Linked DNA regions of Mus musculus: regions 2 and 3 are each linked to region 1. The links are chromatin contacts, called in public Hi-C and HiChIP or PLAC-seq maps. All regions are on one chromosome and are shown on one strand. Each heading gives the region's core, a stretch centred on a gene start, on an enhancer-like site or on the middle of the called end of the contact. The rest is flanking DNA. Distances are from core to core; before and after follow the strand shown.

The links. A called contact is a pair of places that touch in the nucleus more often than the background predicts. HiChIP or PLAC-seq counts read pairs in DNA pulled down with a chosen protein or histone mark.
Region 2: a contact with region 1 is called in a BATF HiChIP or PLAC-seq map of CD8 T cells, with 7 read pairs. The contact joins the enhancer-like site here to the promoter of St3gal6 in region 1. A contact is called at or near these places in 3 of 39 promoter capture datasets (the HPC-7 cell line, liver and stem cell-derived epiblast-like cells), 1 of 15 datasets of contacts at CTCF or cohesin (CD8 T cells), 3 of 484 Hi-C or Micro-C datasets (B cells, group 2 innate lymphoid cells and neural progenitor cells), 5 of 115 datasets of contacts at active chromatin or transcription factors (CD8 T cells, effector CD8 T cells, memory CD8 T cells and 2 more) and 2 of 9 other capture datasets (adipose tissue and liver).
Region 3: a Hi-C map of uterus shows a contact between it and region 1, with 2.8 times the contacts expected there. The contact joins the enhancer-like site here to the promoter of St3gal6 in region 1. A contact is called at or near these places in 7 of 39 promoter capture datasets (the 3T3-L1 cell line, 3T3-L1-derived adipocytes, embryonic stem cells and 3 more), 8 of 484 Hi-C or Micro-C datasets (the HL-1 cell line, brown adipocytes, liver and 3 more), 1 of 115 datasets of contacts at active chromatin or transcription factors (fibro-adipogenic progenitors) and 1 of 9 other capture datasets (adipose tissue).

Annotation. Positions count from the first base shown.
Region 1 is chr16:58,522,060-58,525,986 of GRCm38.p6, reverse strand. St3gal6 (ST3 beta-galactoside alpha-2,3-sialyltransferase 6) reads left to right here and starts at 2,561. Exons shown (of 11, transcript NM_018784.3): 1 at 2,561-2,911.
Region 2 is chr16:58,701,979-58,705,719 of GRCm38.p6, reverse strand. No RefSeq gene overlaps it. Among named protein-coding and RNA genes, the nearest start is that of Gpr15, 15 kb to the left of the region's middle. Within about 2 kb of position 2,144, at least 81 of the 459 cell types and tissues checked have an H3K27ac peak or open chromatin away from gene starts, as enhancers often do. A contact at or near this core is called in B cells, CD8 T cells, adipose tissue and 5 more, where this site is marked.
Region 3 is chr16:58,301,901-58,305,979 of GRCm38.p6, reverse strand. No RefSeq gene overlaps it. Among named protein-coding and RNA genes, the nearest start is that of 4930461C15Rik, 100 kb to the left of the region's middle. Within about 2 kb of position 2,324, at least 29 of the 459 cell types and tissues checked have an H3K27ac peak or open chromatin away from gene starts, as enhancers often do. A contact at or near this core is called in adipose tissue, fibro-adipogenic progenitors and uterus, where this site is marked.

The DNA of each region.
Region 1 (3,927 bases), core at 1,312-3,811:
TAAGCTGTGGAAGGGTTAAATGGAAATAGAATCAGCTTCTTCAGTCAGGCTCAGCCTTGAAGGAGACATTATTTAAAGCTGAATGACCCTCTGGGTGTTGGTGCTTGCCTTTAATCACAGCACTTGGGAGTCAGATGCAGGCAGATCTCTTGAGTTCAAGGCTAGCCTGGTCTAAACAAGAAACAACTCCACAAAACTGAAAAACCCAAGCTTTGAGAAGTGTTTAAGAAGCAAACTCTTAAAAGTTATTACTAAGTTAATGTGTTATAGAGTTAGCTTTTTGGGTATTTTCAGTCTGGGGTTGGTTGACTGTGATCTAACACAACTATTGTAGTGCGAGCACTCACATATGAGTTGGTTTCCTCTCTCAGAACACGTCTTCCATCAATGATGCTACAAAAAGCTGTGCTTGAATAGGATAGGTTTGCACAATCTACCTGGAGCTCCAGAAGAAATACCAGTTTCCTGATTCTTTCTTTAGACCAATGGTTCTCCACATTCCTAATGTTGTAAACCTCATGTTGTGGTGACCCTAACTATAAAAGTATTATTATTATTATTATTATTATTATTATTTATTTATTTATTTATTTATTTTGGGGTTGTTTTTTTGTTTTCAAGACAGGGTTTCTCTGTAAAGCCCTGGCTGTCCTGGAACTCACTCTGTAGACCAGGCTGGCCTCGAACCATAAAATTGTTTTTGTTGGTACGTCTTAACTGTAAATTTGCTACTATTGTGAATCATAATGTAAATAATTTTGGAGCTAGAGGTTTGTTGAAGGAGTCGGAGGAGTCCAAGGCAGGTGAGTAGGTTACAGCTAAACTTTGCAGAATATGCAAAGTCATGGTGGTTACCTAAGTGCAGCTCCTGTCCTCCTCCCTTAGCATATTTCTTTGCAGGATTAAAAAAAAATCTAGGCAGTGGGACTAGAGAGATGGCTCATTGGTTAGAGTCCTCTCTGCTCTTCCAGAGGTTCTGAGTTCAATTCCCAGCAACCACATGGTAAATCAATCTCTCTCTCTCTCTCTCTCTCTCTCTCTCTCTCTCTCTCTCTCTCTCTCACACACACACACACACACACACACACAATCTAGGAGGAGTATAGTGTATTCAGGTAGTATCAGCAGTTGGAAGGATGAGGCAGGAGGATTATCAAGAGTCAGAAGCCAGCTTCGGTTACACAGCAAGATAAAAAAAAACAAAACAAAACAACCTTGTATAAAAGCAACAACACAACAAAAGCAAAACGGAGGAGAATCTAGGAATGCCCCTCCCCATCGCACCACTACACAGATGGGTATCCAGGGACTTCAGAGTCTGAAAAAAGGGAACCGAGATTTCCATGCCAACCTAGATTACACAGGGAAGTGCGGTCAAAAACAAATCGAGCACACAAAACCTAGGAGGTCAGGAGGAATAAAGCAAAATGCGGGTTTCATTTTGAAGATCATGAAGAGAGCATGGGAGAACTCAGCAGAAACTCTAAAAGTTTGTGGTAGTTTTCCAGAAAATTTATCTAGATGGACAAATTCCAGGACTTTTTTTTTTTTTTTTTTGACTACCCTGGTGTTCCAAGAGCCAAGCATATAATTACAAAAGCTATGTGAGTTATGTCAAAGGTAATCTGTAGAAAGGGTAAGAATCGGAATGGTTTGAGCCCTTTCCATGTTTGGATTGGAAAAACAAGTGCAACTTCCTAGGGCTGTTGGTATAATTAAGGAAAATACTAGAAGGTCCATCACACGAGTGGGAGGACTTCGCTGCCACTTGACACACTGTCAGCTTTGAGTTACACCCAGCTCCTTTCCTCCCAGACAGTAGCGCTTCTCTCCCGGAGGTGGATGGAGGTCATTTGATTGCATGTGAGTATTTGACCAGACACTGATTTTTAAAAAGCATTCAGAGCTATGCAAGTCTGAGGGCTTTCTTAATACAAACTTTTTCCTAGTGAAGGCTACAGAAAGAAAGGATAGGGAGAGAGGGAGGGAAGAAGAAAGGAAGAAAAGGAAAGAAGAAACGAGGAAAGGAGTGAAGAAGTGCCCCTTTCATTCTTTCTGAGGTAACGTCTTTTTAAAATATAAGATGAACTATATATATGTCTACACCTACTCCGCTAACACTTTTGTCTTTGAAGAGCAGAGGCAGGAAATTGTGTAGCTTTGTGAACACCTCTCCCTTTCAGCTAGAGACCAAATTACCCACTGTGTCTGATGTCACAGACAGTCCAGGGTGAAACTAAACTCTGTTGCTTTCTGCCTCCCATAAGCGCCTGAAAGGAGAGCCCCTTACAGCCTCCCGCCTTTGCTCCCGCAGCTTTCCCAACAAACCGGGGCAGGATGGGAGTGTCTTCTTGGCTCTGGAAATCAATCCTCCTACCTTGTCCTGAAGCCACCCGCCGCCCTTTCCCGGCCCTCCCTTCGCAGTGATTTTCCTGTCGGGGACTCCCAGCGAGAGCAAGCGGCTGGTGACCGCCCCGCCCTAAAGGTAGGAGCCAGAGAGCACGGCTACCGCCCCGGGGGTCTCTGAGCCCACCGGCAGCCACCGGGCAGCACTTTTCGGCAGGAACTTGGGGGCGGCGGCCACCGAGCATCTGGCGCCAGCAATAAGGAGGAGCTTCCCGCGGCGTAGCACACAGCCGCCGGGGGACCCAGAGTCCGGCGCTGAGAGCTGTAAGGGGAACGTTGGCGGTCTCAGCCTCCGGGCCACACTGCGCCTCGCTCCGCTCTGCTCCTTCGCCACATCGGGGGTAGGGGTGGAGGGAAGGGATCGCGTTCTTGTCACCCCGCTAGCTCAGGCTTCCGCTCGCCGCCTGCTCGGGACCCGATGCTGCAGACGCCACGGGACAGACAGAAGCGCGCTGCGGAGAGCCCTGTGCATGCCTCTGCGGTGGCCGAGCTCGGGCCTCGGCAGGTAACTCTGCGGCTGGCCACGCTGCGGGTCTGCTTAGCTGGGGGTGCGGGGAAGACTGCGTTCCCCGACCCAGCATGGGATTTGGGATGCTGCCCAGGCACTCCGATTCTGCAACCGCTGCGGAGTAGGGAAGGGGACTCTGCGCGCTCTCAGACCCTTCGTCCTCTGCTAAATCACCGGAGCGATGAGGGAACCTTGGGGCCCTGAGATCCTCCAGGCAGCAGGGTGTGCGGGGTGACCAGCCAGGAGCTCTCCTGTAGGGTCCCAGAGCTGCTAGGGAGAACCCAGAGAGAGTGGTGCTCCGGGGCGCTAGGACTCTGCTCTCCTGGATCGCCCCCAATCTATGCAGTGGGAGACCCACAGGAGAGCATGGTTCCTCGATCACCATTATTTCTGAAAGGGTCTGTAAGCGAGGAAGGGTGAATGAGCCTGGAAGGTTCTTTTTTACCTTACTGAGTTTTCCAAGAAATCTTTCTTGGTACAATAAAACTAAACCTAACAAAAAGCCGAGACAGTTTGTTTGGACTGAAGGGCAACGGTGAGAAAACTGCAGTTTTGGCTGCTGTGAATTTTTAAGAGAAGAGAGAAGAAACTTGCTATTTTGCGGTCGTTGCCTAGGGAGCTCTCGTGGGCTTAGCCCCTTCCTTGCGCACTGTTATTTTGATTTAAAAGAAAAATCTATAAAAAGCGATTTCTAGAAAATAAAGAAACTCCAAGTGCCTTTTAGGGATCCTTAGAGGAAGCCAGGAGAAGGGCAGCCAGGGTGTGAAGAATTGTGTTTAAAGGTGATGGGACAGGAAGGACATGGTAGGTGCTAGCCTATTAGAAACCACGTAGATTTCAAATTCAGGAGTCAAGTTTGTTTTTAAGAGAAACACCTTAATGCCATGAATAGTGGATGGTTTAGAAAATAGCAGGTCCTTAATGGCTCCAGTGCCCTGACGTGCCGACCTTCAGGCTTCTTCAGTATGCCCTCAGATGGCCATGCCTCCCTATTAGGCTACCCTGACGATTTG
Region 2 (3,741 bases), core at 895-3,394, 180 kb before region 1:
TGAAGCCCTCCCTCAAATGCCCATCATTGTGTCCAGAAGGCTGCTGTAGTCAACCTGACAAGGCCTTGCCATAGAACTATTTGAGTCTGAAACCCTTAATGGAACACATCCTCCAGCCAGTATTTCCCTTTGTCTCAGTTGGCTTCATCTCTTTAACTGCCTTTCTACCCAAAAGAATAAGCTAAGTTTTCTCCAAGTTCTAACTAAGCCAGATTGGCAAATGATGCAGCAAAGGGCTTCCATTCTCCATGCCTCTGCTCCATGGGTGTGACTAACCAGCTGTACTGGTTTCTGCAAATGGTAAAATACAGTCAGTAGACTTTTTCTCTGTGAGCAGTGTCTATTGGCCAAAGGGTATTGGCTTCTGCTTCCTTCCTCATTTAACATGGGCCTTTAAACCCCTCAGTAATACAGACTACAAAGGCTTTGGCAGGGTCCCTTGCAATAAATCCATTTCCACAGAGTAATAACATATGCCCAGTAATTAGCCTTCTCTCAGCATTGCTAATAAACCAGCCTTTGCTATCTGTTCCTGCTCATCTGTGTCACCCCTGAATTAAGAAGTAGTCATAACTAATTAACATCCAGCCTTCAAGAAGGTCATAGTGCTTGCTATAAATACTCTGCAAAGCAATGTGTCTTCTTACAGGCTTAGGGCTTATAACCTAAGCCAGTGTTTTTCAACTTCCTAGTGAGATTGGGGTTCAACTGGAGTAGAAAGTATATAAAATAGGAGGGTGCCATTGCTTTAATATTAATCATATACCACATCTTGAGGGAAAGTAAGTTTAAAGCCTGTCTAAGACATTTAAAATAAAAGCTTTGTGACACACAATGTGTAGCAGGGGACTAGTTGAGAGAAGAATGAGGATAGTTACATGACAGAAAACATCGTCCTTTATTTTTCTGTTCTCAAATATGCAGCATTACTAAGTCAAATACTGACAAGTCACTAAAAGTGTTCTGTGGAAGTTGTTCCTAAATGTTAGAACCTGTTTAGAAGGAAACCAGCAGTCACCATGGGTATTAACCCCAGGTCTGAAACTGGTAGGATTAGAGTAGATGGACTATAAATGTGCTCCACCTTAAGCCATCTGGCAACATTCGTCTTGTGTGTCTTCATTTATTCAGCTGATCATCAAGATGCTAACCTATCTAAACACTGTGGTCTAAGTAATCTTAAAGAATTTTCATAAAAAGAAAAAAATAAGCAGTTGGGCCAGGATGTTACCTGCTTCCTTGATCAAAATTGTGTTGGTTTTTGCTATCCTTCTCTACTGGGCTATAGAATTTTCTCCAGTTTCTAGCACTCTCATGCACCATCCTAATTTCCAAATCTCCTGTGTTCAAAGACTCACTCTATCCAGGCTTATACAATAAAATCAGGAGATAAGAAAAAAAAAAAAACACTTTGGAATAGGGCTTAGGGCTAAGGGAATCCAAAGCACTATTGGTTTGCTTTCCTCCCAAAGGATACATGAACTGAGCAATAAGAAAAAATCCTTCCCTACTCTCTTCTTATGTGACCAACCATCTCCTTTATAAGCAGGTGATTATTTACAAATCTGATCTTATAAAGTGGTTTAGAACTGAGTCCCATTTGGAGTCACTCCACACTGTATTTTTGTGTTTCTCCCGTGACTTATGAGAGTGATTTAACTGTGAAACATTCCAAGCATTTAAACAAAGAATGGTTGTAATTTAAAAGATAAGAAAGCAACCGTGGCTAAAACACAGGGCAAGGGTTATGAAAACACTCACCTAAGCCAAGTTTATCTCAGAAGGAAGAGGAAACAGAATGCAGGCTAAGCAGAGTTTTCTAAAATTGGACCAGGTCACCCGGGGCGACTGCGAATTAAGAGTAAACACCTCTGCCCTCCTCTTTTCAAAATGCCTTGTCTGTATGTGCAGAAATGTACCTTAAACGACAAAAAGTCACAGAGTACTGCTTTTCATATTTCAAATAAGATTCATATTTGCCAGTTAAAACAGTTCTGTGGAATCCAGAAAGACAAATGAGAGGCAAGAAGAGAGAAAGAGAGGGAAGTGGGAGAAGCATCCCAGAAGGCTTTTTCTGGAACCTCTTCAGCTACAGAGGAGGTGGGGCCAGCCTGAGCCTAGCGTGCCATTCTTGAAGCACCCTTGGGGTGACTCATTTGTTTTATCGTTTCTCATGAAATCGAGAGGTGGTGGCCATCACTGGAGAGTAAAGTGTGACATGCTGACTGATCTCATTACTTAACAAAGGAAAGCAATCACACGCAAGGAGCAGAAACTCCCCACTCCTCTACTCCCAGGGGCTTCATAGAAAGGCTATTTCCACCCAAGAAGACAGGTGTCAAATGAAAACATGGTCAAGAAGAAGAGAATAAACATCTTTTTATAAAAATGTAACACTAGTAATGAACAATCGGGATTTCCACCACTCCCCTCACTGCAGAATTTATCTTCGTATTTTTAAAGTTCTCTCCTTTTCTAAATGTAACACACAGCTTTTAATTGTCCAAAGATCCCCTTGTGGTTTACTTCCTCTCAAATAGATACAACTCTAATAGAGCAATAGGATAAAAATGTCACATGTCTGTCCTAGAGATTGCTGGGGTTCGAGAAGTAATACCCCAAGTATGTCACTTGAGCATGCTGAAAACTTTGAGCTAAGCAGAATAGGAAGACCTCGGAACCAAGGTCTGTAACCTTCTGCCCTCTCACTCTAACTCCCTATTCTCTCAAGGTGTGGGGAGAAGCTTTTCCTGACATGTTTCATATGCCAAAAGATGCACAAGTCACTGCCATTGTCCTGAGTCCCCTCTGAAGGAATTGCCTCCATGTGGAAGAAAGCAAATTACATTGCAGAAAAGATGGAAGATACACCGTCTACTGTGACAGGCAGGCTCTGTCACAGACTGTCACCAGGTCTTCAGAGAGATGCTCAGACACAACTTGTCTGTGTAGCAAATCGGCCTTGTTTCCATTCCACTGGCTCAGCACAGGCTCCATCTCAATCTTCTTGAAGATGCTCCAAGCTCCTACTCTCTTCATCCTCAGGGTGCTTACCTGCAAATATGAGCTGTTCGTCATGTATCATGTCTGCGGGACGTTTGTGCATGCGTGCAATTTAAATGGTTTTTCTCTGGTCAGTCTGTCTATGGTCCGTTTATTTAGATTTATTTATTAAAACATCAAAGAGAGTGGGAGGAGGTTTCCATCGTCATCAGACACCAATGAGCTAAAAGAAGGAAGTGATCATACAGCAAGGAAACACGGAAGAAGTCAGCTTCCCTCTCTCCTGGAGCAATGGGGGCATTAATTTAGCCTGAGCTAAAATAAATGGCAGAGACAGGTTTCTGATGTTGTGCCACACTTGGAAAAGAAAGAGCACAGCTTTCGTGGGTCATTTACTGGGGTAAAATGGATAAATGTACTTCACTAAATATGTTCCAGACATATCTAAGTTGTCCTTAAAACAATAAGATAAACTAATTCTTCAGTCTTATAGATGGGAAGGTAAGCGCATCCCATTCAGGGACAAGCAGAGACAAACTGGCAGAATCCAGGCAGGCAGACCTCAATGCATGTCTGCGGCTTGCATGCTTCAGGGGCATCGTTCTCTTTGTGAGTAATAACCAAAATCTTGGCATCACTTCAGAGCAAAGAGCAGAGGATGTACTGTACTGCAGAGCCTCCTTCACTGTGCTGGGAAGATACTTGTCACTCAGGTAAGAAAAATAAGTCTCGGGGCGT
Region 3 (4,079 bases), core at 1,075-3,574, 220 kb after region 1:
CTGTTATTTGGGGGTATAGACATGATAGATGCATAATCTAATGTAGGCACTGATGGTGTGACAGTAGAGACTAAACTGTCTGGGAAACAAAGGGACGGGAAGGAAGCATGGATTCTAGAGATGGCATATGTTCAACGTACATTGTATATTTGCATGAACATGACCTCTGCAACCCTGTATGATAAACATAACTGGAAAAAGTTAGACCATATTGTTCTGAATATTTTTGAATAAATGTTTGCATTTGTCTTTTTGTTCAGTATTTATTTGAAAAGAATGTAACATATATAAATTAAGAAGGCCCAGATGGTAATATCTATTTACCAAAAACCATTACTATATATACATAAATTATTTGGCATCTCCTTTTGAATGGTTTTAGCAAATAAAAATATACTAGATAAATATTAAAACCCCTACCACCAAGTTATCTAGGCGATGAAAGCAGAGCACCACCAAGTTATCTAGGCGATGAAAGCAGAGCAAAGAATGAAGATGCTTGCTGCCTAAGGTCGCGTCATCTTGGAAACTAATTGGTCTCAGTGTTTCAGCCTGCACAATGGGGATGCGGATAAGGTTGGGGGTGGAAGTGGGGGTGTGGGATGAGTTCTCATTCTATTCAGTGAGTGGGACATTCTAGGAAAGATAAAAATTCCTCAGGAAGCATCAAGGTCTTGGGTAACTGCCCAGTAGAGAGTTAGAATAATGAACTGCCCTTCTTACCTGAATGAGGTATCCCTCAGGACTCTCATTTCGTATTCTAGCACCCTTTTGGAAGGGTTCCATCTCTTCAATTAGTTGCTAGTGAACATGAAGAGTCTGCTTCCCAAGGCTCTTTGATTTGAAAGATATTGATTAACAATTACCGGCCAGAAGATGGTAACAATTTTTCTATTTTAGTGAGTTACCCTTAAAATCGACTTTAAGAGCTTCTAGTCATCATGGCCAAGAGTATTAAATCAAAGCATGCATGTCACCAGTCTTCCCCCAAATATTAGAATTTCTGGTTCCTATAGTTTTGAGCAGAAGGGAACCTGAAACCTGGAGTTTTTCAGTCTGTAGAAGCACGCACAGTAGGTAAGAACAACTAGAGACCGCCCCACCTAGGGATCCATCCCATCTTCAGACACCAAACCCAGACACTATTGATGATACCAAGAAGCCTGTTAATAGCTGTCCCCTGTGAGGCTCTGCCAGAGCCTGACCAATACAGATGCAGATGTACACAGCTAGATGACTGAGCTCAGGGACCCAAATAGAGGAATTAGGGCAAGAATTGTAGGAGCTGAAGGGATTTGTAACCCCACAAGAAGAACAACAATATCAACCAACCAGACACCCCCCCCCCCAAAAAAAAATCTCCCAGGAACTAAATCACCAACCAAAGAGTACACATGGAAGGACCCATGGCTTCAGCTGGATATGTAGAAGAGGATGGCTTTAGTGGTGGGCATCACAGGGAGGAGAGCCCCTTGGTCCTGTGGAGGCTCAGTGACCCAGGGTAGGGGAATGCTAGGGCACTGAGTCAAGAGTGTGTGGGGGAGCACCCTCATAGAGGCAGGGGGAGGGGGAGGGGATGGGGGCTTGTAGAGGGAAAATGAGGAAGGGGAATAACATCTGAATGTAAATTAAAAAAAAAACAATGAGAAAGTGAAAAAAAGGAAAAAAAAAAGAAGTAGGAAGTTTTGGGGTGGCCTTCAACACATTCCCGGACATGGGTGAGTTTAGTGTTTATTGTGAACTCTTTGATACCATGGCATCAGCTAAAAAAATGTAGCTCCAGAGCATGTCATACCATAAACAAAACAAGACACAACACCCAAAAATACCAACCCCCCCCCCCCCCCGCAAACCTCTAAGCAATTAATGCGTTCGTTTGGTAAGCTTCCTTGATTTGATTAGGCCTACAATAGTATCCTAGGGAACCGATTATAGTGAATTTGAGTTCTCATATCTCACGTCTTCTCCTGGAAAATTAGTAAAAGCAGCATTTTTCAAAAACACTCATCTCTTATCTTTTGTTATTGTAAAATGCAAAACATATTTTTCTAGTCTTACTGGGAGATGCCAAAGGGCCCGCCCTGACTCCCTGGCTTCTCACTGTTCCTTCTTTAATTGCTTTTACATCATGAAGTCTGAGCGCTTGTACTTAACACAGCCCGGTGAACTCAACTAGGCTGAAGGACCTCGGCTTTAAAATTTTCAGTCTGTGAAGGATTTTTTTTTTCTTCTTCTTCTGTTTCACAAGCCTAAAGGGTCAAAGGTCAAACCTTTTCAGCTGCAGATGAGGTCATGCTTGCTGACGGACTGCAGCTGATCACAATAAAAACAGGGTCTCCCATGTGACCAGTCCTCCCCATTGAGGAACAGTGATGTCATCTCTGCTGAGACAGGATGAGACATGTTTAAAACTTGTTTTAAAACACATAAATTTTTCTTCTGATTTCACCACGTTTTTTTTCATGTGTTTTAAGACAAGGATTCATTTGATTATCATCTCAAATGAAAAAAAAATGATAGATAACATAGATGGAGCTTACATCTTGCATGGCGTCGTTCATCTCTATTAAGCTGAGCTCTGTGAAATCAGCATTCTAGTTGGCCAAAAGATTACATACATTCTATCAAGGAGTGGGAGGGAGACCATGAGTCTCCACCCCAACTGAGGAGCTGTGGAGAGTAACGGCTTCTGGGGGAGGAGGAATTAGTTTTCTTTATGGGTTAGGCTCCTGGTAGGTTTTTCACTCTCCAGTGAATTCTCTAGCAGTATAGACAACACAAATTGAACTTGATAGGCTTTTTACTCAGGTCTTATTTAGGAATATATATGTGTATTCCTAAATAAATATATATTACATGTGTAATATATTATAATATATATTAATGTATTATGTTATTATATAATTATATTAATATATGTATGCATATGTGTGTATATACAAATACATATATGTACGTAATAACAATTAAAGAAAAAAGAGGCCTTGAATTTGAAGAGCTGGCAGGGGTATATGGGAAGGTTTGGAGGTTAAAAAGGGAAAGGAGAAATGTAATTAAATTGTAGTCTTAAACAAAAAGCCATGGAATTGTGGAGGTACAGAATACTATTACATATTGTCAGTCTCATAGTCCAAAGACCCTTGCATCTGGGAACATTCAATGTCTTTCTGTCTTGAGAGATGGCTCAATGGTTAAGAGCACTGGCGGTTCTTCCAGAGGTCCTGAGTTCAATTCCCAGTTCCCACATGGCAGCTCACAGCCATCAATAATGGGATCTGATGCCGTCTTTTGCTATGCAGACAGACATGCACACAGTGCACCCCCCCCACACACACATTACATTAAATAGTGCATATAATACATTAGATAAATAAGTCTTTTTAAAAAATCTTTCATGAGTTCCAGACCCAGAAGGACCTTAGTTTAATTTCTACCTGTGCCATTTGTCATCTGAGTGATACTAATTTTTTTTTGGATAAGTTATGAAACTTATGAAAACTCGGTTATGAAAACTAAAGATCGTAGCGTGATCACCTCGAGCTCTGTGTCACAAATGTAAAATTTTTGCTCGTGAGTGGTGTTCAGGGAAACAAGTCTTTGCATGTTTAATAAAGATGCCATTATCTTCTGAGTATTTTCTACCCTTGGTTGATTAAATCTCGTATGTGTACAGCCTTTCTGTTTGGGTGCATATCAGTATTGTGTAACAGTGTCTTTGGGTATAGTTTGAATCTGTAAAGTAATAATAGGTACCAATTATTACAGTTTGTTATTTTAGTGAACAAAGGATAGCTGAGCCATGAATCATGCAGATTGGATCTAAGCTTCCTGTTAGCATTTCACAGTAGCCATTAAAAGCTACGTAGATACGTTTTTATCCTTTAATGACCCAGTAGAAAGATCCCTGGGTGATATGCAGAAATAAATCAGATTATTTTGCTTTGTATAATATGTATTTTAATCACAAAGTCTTTCTGGGATATAAAATAAGTGAGAAGGAGTTTTAACAAGCTAAGAATATAGAATTTTAATGGACAACCAAGGAGAAAAACAGAAAATGAAGAAAACAGAAGCATCAC